Linked DNA regions of Sus scrofa: region 1 is linked to region 2. Evidence: chromatin contacts called from public HiChIP or PLAC-seq data. All regions are on one chromosome and are shown on one strand. Each heading gives the region's core, a stretch centred on a gene start, on an enhancer-like site or on the middle of the called end of the contact. The rest is flanking DNA. Distances are from core to core; before and after follow the strand shown.

The links. HiChIP or PLAC-seq counts read pairs in DNA pulled down with a chosen protein or histone mark.
Region 1: an H3K27ac HiChIP or PLAC-seq map of skeletal muscle shows a contact between it and region 2, with 9 times the contacts expected there. The contact joins two enhancer-like sites. A contact is called at or near these places in 3 of 47 Hi-C or Micro-C datasets (epiblast stem cells, liver and omental adipose tissue) and 2 of 2 datasets of contacts at active chromatin or transcription factors (alveolar macrophages and skeletal muscle).

The regions. Positions count from the first base shown.
Region 1 is chr6:16,048,039-16,053,037 of Sscrofa11.1, reverse strand. No RefSeq gene overlaps it. Among named protein-coding and RNA genes, the nearest start is that of ZFHX3, 110 kb to the right of the region's middle. Within about 2 kb of position 2,062, at least 33 of the 83 cell types and tissues checked have an H3K27ac peak or open chromatin away from gene starts, as enhancers often do. A contact at or near this core is called in omental adipose tissue and skeletal muscle, where this site is marked.
Region 2 is chr6:15,742,166-15,746,929 of Sscrofa11.1, reverse strand. All of the region lies in intron 4 of ZFHX3 (zinc finger homeobox protein 3), which reads left to right. Among named protein-coding and RNA genes, the nearest start is that of ZFHX3, 200 kb to the left of the region's middle. Within about 2 kb of position 2,754, at least 7 of the 83 cell types and tissues checked have an H3K27ac peak or open chromatin away from gene starts, as enhancers often do. A contact at or near this core is called in omental adipose tissue and skeletal muscle, where this site is marked.

The sequences.
Region 1 (4,999 bases), core at 813-3,312, 310 kb before region 2:
CCCGCCTGCAGGTGAATGAATACTGTGTACATACAAGTGGGGAAAAGGGGTATGAGGGAAACAAATCGGCTATTACAGGAGAAAAATAATGGGGTTGAGGGTTCAAGGGATGGGAACCTATTTGAATCAACTGATTAGAGAAAGTCTCTAAGGAGTTAACATTTAAACTCACACTTGAAGCCCAAGAAAGAAGCAACTGACAAAGAGAAAAACATCAACGATGAGATGGGAAGCAGGAAAGTCCTCGGCAAACTCAAAGGGGTAAACAGAACAGAACGGTCCTGCCGTTTACTGAGCCTGTCGTGGTCAGACCCCGTTTTAGGGGCTTGCTGTGTTTCAAGCATTTACTCCTCCCAACCCTTTGAGGAGGCGCTGTGGTTATTCCTGCTTGACTGGTGAGGCCAAGAAAGCTCGTGTGTCTGGAACATAAAAGACCAAAGAGAGATGGCTCGGTGTCAAGTTGGAGACGTAGGCAGCGACCAGGAGGGCTCTCGGGAGGGTAGGGGGATTTGTTGAAGTGGGGTTTTCCGACGGTCCCTCTGGCCACTCATTGCTGAGTGGACTGAAACAGGGCGAAGGGGAGGTGGGCAGAACCATCGAGAAGGCCTCTCGGGTTCCAGGCAAGAGCAGGCGTGGCAGAGCCAGAAGGGAGGTAACGAGATGGTGGGATATGATGGAGTCGAGGCAGGTTTTTGACTGTGTTGCGATTTGACAGGCAGCCAAACAGTAAGGACACAGAAAGAGAACACATGGATGCAAACCTCATTCCGGCTGCCCTCTGCCACAACAGAGAGGGAAGGGGACAGAGCCGAGAAACAGACTCTTGCAACGTGGAAGATTTTCAGGCCCCAGGATCCTGCCTCACTGTCCATGGAAGACTTAAATACCCACGGCCTACATGCTGTGGTTTGGCTGTTCTCTTTCCTCTCTTGTTTTTTTGTCAAATGGACACACACACACACACACACACACACACACACACACACACACACTCTTACACGCACCCCTCCTGATCCACTGAGCGCTTAGGAACAGTTAACAAGGGAGGCTTGTCTCCAGGCCCAGGAGAGAGACCTGCTACCCAGAAAAAGAGGGAAAAAAAAAAAAAACTGAAGAGGAAAACGTGAAGACAGTTCACCTGGGGAAAGAGGCCCAGCTAACCTCAAGCCAATCATTAGCTCTGCCCAAGGCTCTCAGGACACTGACACACTCGGGAATTTTAGGAGCCCGGAAACTCCAAGCAAAGTTTATTTTCAGAACAAGGCCTGAAGAAGGAAGCAGAGGATAAACAGGGACCAAATGTTTTAATTATTTGAAATGGTTTCCACCCCAAACACCATTCCCCAAATCTGAAAAAGAGCTGCCCAGAGGCTTTCTGGGAAGGCCTTTCCCCCGTAGCTCTCCGCCACCCAGGCTTGTACCAGCCCCACGCAGCCCCCGGCAGGACGGTTCCTTAACGGGAATGGCTGGGTGCACCCCCGGCTCTTTTCTGACTGTAGCCAAACCTGGGTGTCGGAGCCTGGGGAGGTTCCCGGGAGGCCGCCTGGAAGCATCTCCGGCTGCAGAACAGTAGCCATAGTGGGTCCTCCGGGGACCGCCTCTGAGCTTCCCTCAATGCAGTTCGTCATCTGGGTTTTATAGGGAACAGGGGTCTTGACCCTGGGATGGAAGAGAGCACAGCCTTGTTAGCAAACTGTCCGGGGAACACTTTAACGAAAACTCATGTGGTGGAGGAGAGGGCAGCCGGCAAGGACCAAAGGAATACGGGCCTGTCCCCCAGCACCGGGCCCCAGCAGAGTCCCTGGGCCTGGCCTTCAGACCCGCAAATCAAGCCCGGAAAGCTCAGGGAGCACAAGACAAGAGGACAGACGTGTTGGGGAAAAAAAATAACTGCTAATATGATAAAACACCAGTGGATACAGCAGCCCGCGGCCCGTCAAGGAGCTCGGGAAACGCAGCTCGGAAAAAGTACAAAAGTCCTTCAGTGTGAGGTAATGAGGCGCGTCTAATTATATTTCAGAACGAAACAGCAAGAAAGGCTTGCAAAACCTTCCCCTCTGCCTTCCCTCACCAAACCGAGTCCAAATCCCAACCCAAGAGACACTGTAACTTCAGAGAAAGTGAGGCATTTCCGAGAGCATCCCGGGAAGCAAGGTTGCGAGTTTTCCCAGAACTGGGAAAAACTATCTCGCACAAACCTTTCCCCGCCCATCCCCTCTTCCCCTCCCCACCCCCCCCCAAAAAAAAAACTCCCATCAGGAAACAGGCAGGGGGAGGAAGAAAGAAAAAAAAAAAAAAAAAAACCAAACCAAACCAAACCAAACACAGGCAGCCCCACCATGAGAAATCAAGGCAGTCGCAATGACATTTGACACGGCCAGGCCACAGCTGAAGAACAAGGGGAAAAGTTTTAGGGTGACTGTCACTGACCCATAGTCTCTCACTCCTAACCTTGCTCTCCAACATATGTTTCTCATTTCCTTGCTTATAGCTGGTCCAAGCTAATGATATGTGTTTTGGCCGGCATCCCGTGCTTGGCATACAGCCGGGCTTGTTCTCATTGTCCGGGCTACTTACAGAAACCTCTTTCTCTGTCTCTTTCTCTCTCTCTCAAAAAAAGCGGCTTGAAAGAACAGTAAATATGCAAAACAGCCCCCGCGCTCTCAAAAGCTCCCATCTTGGTCACGGCCCCCGCGCTACCCTCACACACCCCATCAATAAAGGCCTAAAGAGACGGTCCACGGGTGAGGGGTATGTTCAACACAAAAGCAGTGGAAATTCAAACAAATTGGTCCATTAGAGTCTCACACGGCTATAAATACAGCTCCGCTCGGGCTATTTTGAGGGACGGTGGCATGGGAAAGTTCGGCCTGGAATCTCGCGTTTGTCAGAGGAGACGGATCTCGCTCCCAAGACATGGGAAGAAGAGGCAGCGCTCCCGGCAGGCCGAGGGAGGAGGGCATGGCTTCTGGTCAGTTCCAGGGCAGGGCTAAAAGTGGACGAGGAGGCTCGGCCAGGCCTCGCCCCTCGTCTCCAGGGCCGCTGGCCTTGCCGTTGGAGGCGTGGGCTCTGGTGTCACTCAGACCGTCCATAACCTCGAAAAAAAGCTGACCACGCCCTTTGGCTCCCCAGAGGTCAATGGACCACTGCACTCTTCCTGGTGCACTGGGCAGGCTGGTGGAGGAGGGGTGGGAACCAGAGGGGCCAAGCTGCGTCTAGGCAGGCCCCAGGCTGCAGCCAGCATCTCTGGTGGACCCAGCAGGGACTCCCGAGGAGCCCCTTTCTACAGAGCAGCCCCCAAGTATGGAGCCCCGTGTGCATATATGTTGTAAAACTCCACTGGAACCCAGGCCGGCGTGGTAGCAAAATAAGTCGGCGACGGTGCCTGCGCAAATGTCGAGAACAGCTTCGTCTTTCTCTTCAGGGTGTGTCAGCAGAAGGCAGTTAACTGCTCCGGGTTGGGAATGAGTAAACACGGCAGGCACCTCTGCTTAAGCCTTGAACCTGCCCACTTTGGGGAGGACACAGATCACCCTTGCAACATCCGGCTGGGTCTGTTTGGCCTAAGTCAGGGGACCCCGTATCGATTTCTGTTCAGAAAGCACACCCAGGACTTATTCCAAAACCCAGTTGGATTTACTCATTCAGTTACTGTTTGAACACCTACTGTATACCACGCACTTTCCCAGGCCTGGGGTGACGCAGACGCCGCCCTGACTGCCGGGATTTTCAGCCCTGTGGATGCATTTAATTTGTTCATGATCCTGGAGTTTTCTTGACTGCACCTCCCATTTTGCCCGGAATGGCCCCAGCGATATCTGCTGTCCCGGTATAATTATTAATAGCGCTTCTTTGTGCTCTCCAAAGCGTCCCAGTTCGGAGGATAAATTATACAGTGACTCTCGCTAGAGTCCCTCTTTCAAAAAGACTTTTTTGGGTCTGAAATCCAATACACAGAGAGAAAAGTGCAAAAATATAGCATACTGTATGTTAGAGGCTCTTTGGAGCTTGCAGAAGCCAAGAGAGGGTTCCCAAGTTATCAAGAAAATGGCTCTAGCGGATTACATTTCAATTAGTTCAAGAACAGGCCGCCCCGGCATCCTGGGCTGGAATCCTTGCCACGTGCTGCAGTTGGTGCTGTCGTCGCAGACCTTGTCTGCTCTGGATTTTCCGGGATGCCTCTGAAACCTCAGAGTGACCGCCCTCTTCCACCCAGCATGGGGACAGCCAGGGCACATGAGGGCAAGAGGGGAAGAGCCAATTCAGGTTACCATGACAACACCCTTTCCTGAAAACCCCTGACTGACACTTCCTGGGGAGACGGGAAGTAAGGACAGGAAGACACCAAGGTCACTCTCTTCCCATGTCCAGCTTTCCCCACCTCCCAGACTTGTCTGATAATTGACTTTTTCTAGCTCAGCCTTTCTTCTCCCATTCCCATCAGCTTTGGTCCTGCAGGTAAAAGGGGTCACCTGTTTCTGTCCCCTTCTTCACGACCAGCCAGTGGAACCCCCAAATAGTCCAATCATATGCTGCATAGAAGTCACGCACAAAGGAAAGATGCTTCAAGTTAGGTGGCTGATTCCAAGGTGGAAAATGAACCCTGTATAGAGAGCCTGCATTTTTGTAACCCATGTTATTGTGACATCAATAATCACTCAACAAAGGTTACTGAACACTCGCTATGGGCCAAGCACTGTGCTACAGATCGGGTGCGGGGTCTTGAACACCATGAATGGGGTCCCTACCTTCTTGGACCTTACAGTGTCTCCTAAGGGAGCCAGACAAGAAAGGATAATCCCACAGTGAACCCATACGTACAGATTGTAGTGAGCAGTAACCGGAAACGTTCAGAAGGTAAGAGAAAGTACAAGGAGCCCTCATTTATCTTGGGGTGAGTCAGGGAAAGCCCCCCTAACAAAGCAACTTTAATCTAGGACCTGAGTGATGCATGGAAACTAAGCAAAGTCCATTTATATCAAGAGTCCATGAGTCTGCA
Region 2 (4,764 bases), core at 1,505-4,004:
TTATTTTGTTTTTCAAAGAAGAGGTCCGATACACAATTAAAACTTGTTTCTGGTAAACCTCATTCCAGGAAAGATGAGCTTTTAACAAAAGGCTTTTGACAGCTGCAGGCTATTTCATTTTTTTTAATGCCGAATGAAAAATCAATACATTTTTCTGGGTTATACATATTCAGAACGGGCCTGATATTTCCATTATAATGGAAAGTGGGTGTCTGTGCACATCTCGCCTGTCAGAGCTGCACCGCCGCATTTTCCAAGCCACTGCTAAATATTTCAAACCTGATTTGATTGTGGTTCATGACAGCTAATGTTTCTCGGCTCTTGAGCCTGCCGACAGGCAGACGCACTTTAGTTCACTCCCCGCCCTCAAACGCTGCTCCCCCCAAAGAAAAAGGAAAGAACAATTTCATTCTTCAGGGATCCCAGATTAGTGTATTATTTAAGTCACATGATCGCCTGAGCCTTGCGTGCACGACACCCGGTTCGGGTTCGTAGGAGAATGTCCAGATTTCTATCACCAAGGCCCAGCAGGAGTCTTGCCAGGTTTGGGAGGCGGTTTGACTGAGTCTGCATCATCCTGTCCGGAGTTAGGAGCGGTTCGGACTAGCCTCAGCCAGTGATAGACTCTCGTTCCGTCAGGTCTGTGATTTGTAAAATACACGCCATGGATGCAGCCCTCGGCCCTCGTTATTGGCTGCACAGTATCCTTTTTTAGCAGCTGGCCCATTTTCTTGGATGACTCGGTCAGAGAGTGGGCGCAGTGGTGGCGAGTGACAACCTCGTGCCGATGCCACCTTTGTTTTTGCTTCTGCCTCGTGCTCTTTCCACAAACCAATTTCCAGGTGGTCAGTGAAATTGTTGCAGACACCGCCCCCACCGCCCCCCAGTGGATCGACATCCATCAGGGGGTGCCAGTTGGCCCATGGTCCTCCTTCACCACACATGGGCAAACCACGCAATCCCCTTCACCGCCATGAGTAGAAGGTGTGTTAAGAGAACATTTAGGGAGTTCCCGTCGTGGCGCAGCAGAAACAAATCCGACTAGGAACCATGAGGTTGCAGGTTCGATCCCTGGCCTTGTTCCATAGCTTAAGGATCTGGTGTTGCCGTGAGCTGTGGTGTAGGTCGCCGACGTGGCTCGGATCTGGCATTGCTGTGGCTGTGGCTGTGGCCAGTGGCAACAGCTCTGATTGAATCCCTAGCCTGGGAACCTTCATATGTCGCGGGTGCAGCCCTAAAAGGACACAAGACCTAAAAAAAAAAAAAGAAAGAAAAAAAAGAGAGAACATTTGGCATTTGTGGGACATAAAACTGCCTTAACTGAGGAGAAATCTTCTGGAGCCGTGGTATCATCACTCCAAGACCTAAGCTGCCCCAGGAGCCCTTCCCTTTTAGACGGAGTGCCTGCTGAAGTTCTTACACCTGAGGGCTCTGCCCTTACCCAGGAGACGGGAGTGGGCGCCAGTGAGTGCTGTCAGGAGAAGCGGTTGTCAGAAAGAGAGGGTGATGGAAATAGATTTTTTTAAAGGCCTTCAGCCTGTGTTTTACATGGAAATTGAGGGCAGAAGGGACACCAGGAAGACCTCACACCTATTCAAGATTTGCTTCTATTTCCCTAACCCTTTAATGTGGAAGTACATCCAAGTAGGAGCAGTGCCCTAGTTTCAGGGCTACTGTAGGGTGTATCCACGAAGTAGGCGTCTGCGGCGGCCTCGAGGGGAGGTTAGAGGCACCCCCCTCTGGAGTCTTCTGAAGGACAGACCTTCTTGTGAGATGCACTGGGCCTCCCTGCTTCCTGCCAAGAACAGGGCGTAGAGAGCAGAGGTGAACTTGCTGACCCAGGCCCTGGCTGTGCCCCTGAGAAGGCCTTCCTGGTGGGTTCTGGTTGGGTTCTGATACTGGGTTCAGCTCTTTGGGGAGAAGATGGTTTTGAATTGTGTTTCTTGGCCTGCAGAATAGCACGGGGGCTGTTGTATGTATTGGGGAAGGAAAGTGACTTTGTCTTCTGAGGAAGAGGATTTTCCACATAAACCTGGATCCACATCCATCAGGTTTTTGCATGTTCCCACCATCTGTCAGTAGCTGATACTATAGAGGAAAAAAAATTGACTTCTCTGATGACCCCAGCCAGTTGCCACTGACTTCACTGGGGGGAAATGCATTCTGTGATCTGTGGGGAGAAAAACCTTCCCTGTGTGGCACTCTCTGGGCATGTGGGTATCAAATGAACATCCCTAAATGGAGCCTGGGCTACATACCAGCCCCAGGAGCTCAGAGCATGGGCGCAGCTGTTGCAGGGCTGGATGCCATCCTGCTCCCGGTCCCCACGTGTTTCTAGGACAGGGAGCCCCAGGTCCTGTCTGCAGGTGCCTAGGCCTGGGTCTTAGTGAGGTGGCTGTGAGGCTTGGGGGACCAGTAGAACATCCCCTGCCTGCAAAGCATTGTGGGCCCGAGCTGTCCAGACGAATTCATAGTTTATATCTCTGTTTTTAAATCATTTCTCTACCTTTATTGGTATTCAGAGCTCACAGTTTTCTGGTTACTGTCAGCCTGGGCTTTCATCCATTTTAAAGAGCTATTTTTCCTCTTGCTGTTGATGATGATGGTATAAAGACAGATGGTGTAACTGCTTATGAATGTCCTATTTTATTTCCCCAGGACCAGACAGTTCACTTGAAGACGTATATTATTTCCACATGCTCAGGTTAGGCGGCCCAGACGCTGTCTGCCTCCTGTGGCGAGCTGCCCTTCCAGGCCTCGCCATGCAGAGGGCGACACCTGTAGGTCACACTTGAAACTGCAGGGAAGCACCTCCTGGGCTGAATGGGACCTGGTGTTCTCGCAGGGTGAGGATCTGCATGTAAGCGAAGCTGGCTTGTCCAGGCGTTTCTCAGTTGTTCCTCATTCCACCAAGCACACAACACCTTTTTGGCGTCTAATATATTAGAAATGATAATATTAAATCTAAAAACTGAAAAAGAAGACGACTCAATTTTTCATTTTTCTATCTTGCTTTGTAGGGCCGCACCCGCGTTATATGGAGGGTCCAAGGCAGGCTAGGGTCGAATCTGAGCTCCAGCCGCTGGCCTACACCACAGCCACAGCAACGCCTGATCCGAGCCGCATCTGCGACCTACACCACAGCTCATGGCAGCGCTGGATCCTTAACCCACTGAGTGAGGCCAGGGATCGAACCTGCAACCTCATGGTTCCTTGTCGGATTTGTTTCCACTGCACCACAGTGGAGCTCCTGATTTTAAAATCCTTAAAGAAAATGGCAAGGGAGGGGAAGAAGGAGAGAAGTAAAAGAAGTTCCTAAGTTTACCCCTGTCGTCTCCCCTCGCACTGGAGCTCAGCTGCCTTCACTTTTCTGCGTGTAGCGGGGCCAGGGCAGAAGAAAGCCAAGACCCACGTAGGCTCGTAGAATATGGGCTCCAGGAGTGTCACAGAGTGCCATGCGGGTTCCTTGCGCCTTGCATGAATGATGAGCTTATTCCTCAGGCTCTGTCTTCTGAATAGATTGGTTTGGAAAGGTTCAAAGAAGTGGGGTCAGTGCCAGAGTGACCACGAGTTCTTAACGCTTGGCTTGAATGGCTGCAGCCCGTGTAACACACGGCAGAGAGACACTGGCCTTGGAGATGCCCCGCCCCCGTGGGTAACTCCTCCCTGCTCTGCAGAGCAGCACCTCCAGACACTGTCCATCACATCAGCGTATTCCCTGTTTTGCAGGCGTCAGACTGCCTCCGTCTAAGGTGCTGATGTTATGTGTGTGTGCCGGAGAGGAGGGCCCGTGAGCCATCGCTTTGCATAATCGCGTTTGGTTAGTGTATGGGTACTTAGAGGTATTTTGTATCATAGGATGTGTTAGGGCAAATGAGTATATTTTAAGAGACCTAGCTGCTTGGGGTAGACCCAGTTTAATAATACTGATTGAATGCTAGTATCCGCATTCGAGGATGGATTTTATAATAGAGTGTGGAACAGGTTTATCAAAAGCCTAAACATGTGCATTGAACATCCTACCTGGACATAATTAAGATGGGGTAACTTGCTTGTTACTGCTCAACTAGCACTTTCTATGGGTATTTTTCTCCCCTAAAGGATACGGAGTGTTCACGTGGTGCTGTATAGCCGATGGACCTCAGACCAAAGCTGCCTGATCTTTCTCCGTTCGAACTAAGGGTGGGCATGGGGAGACTCAATGGTAACTTTCCTGTACACTGAGGCAGGAGGAGACCTAGACGTTCGGTGTAGGAGCCTCTTGGTGGGGCAGAAGAATGATAGGCAGCATCTTCTCTCGTCCGGGTTCCCCACAGCTGCCTCCTACCTCCCCTCTCGGTGGTCATGAAGACGTGTTCTCTGACCCCTAGTTCAGTTTTCCAGTTCTGGGACTTCTACTGGCTTTGGGGGAAGAGGTAGGAAAATCTGGCTCCTAATAGATACTTTCTTCCTCAGATGTTTTGTAAACCCTCTGAGGTCAATTTACTTTGAACTCCTTTTACTTCCTGTGTGAGATGAAATTTCGAAGCCATTTTCTGGTGGATCGGGGGGCACTACACCTGGAAATGTTGCAAAGTAGAGCCGGGGCTAGAGGGAACTAGGGCGACATTGAACATAACCCCGAATCCCATCATCCCTGGTCCCATGGCTCTGACCTCTTGATCTCGTGCCGGCCTTGGGCGGCAGACGTGCGCGGCGGGGCCTCTGTGTCTCCACCCAGGAAGGTGTGCTCTTCAAAGTCTCCCCCAAAATGTTTCATCATCA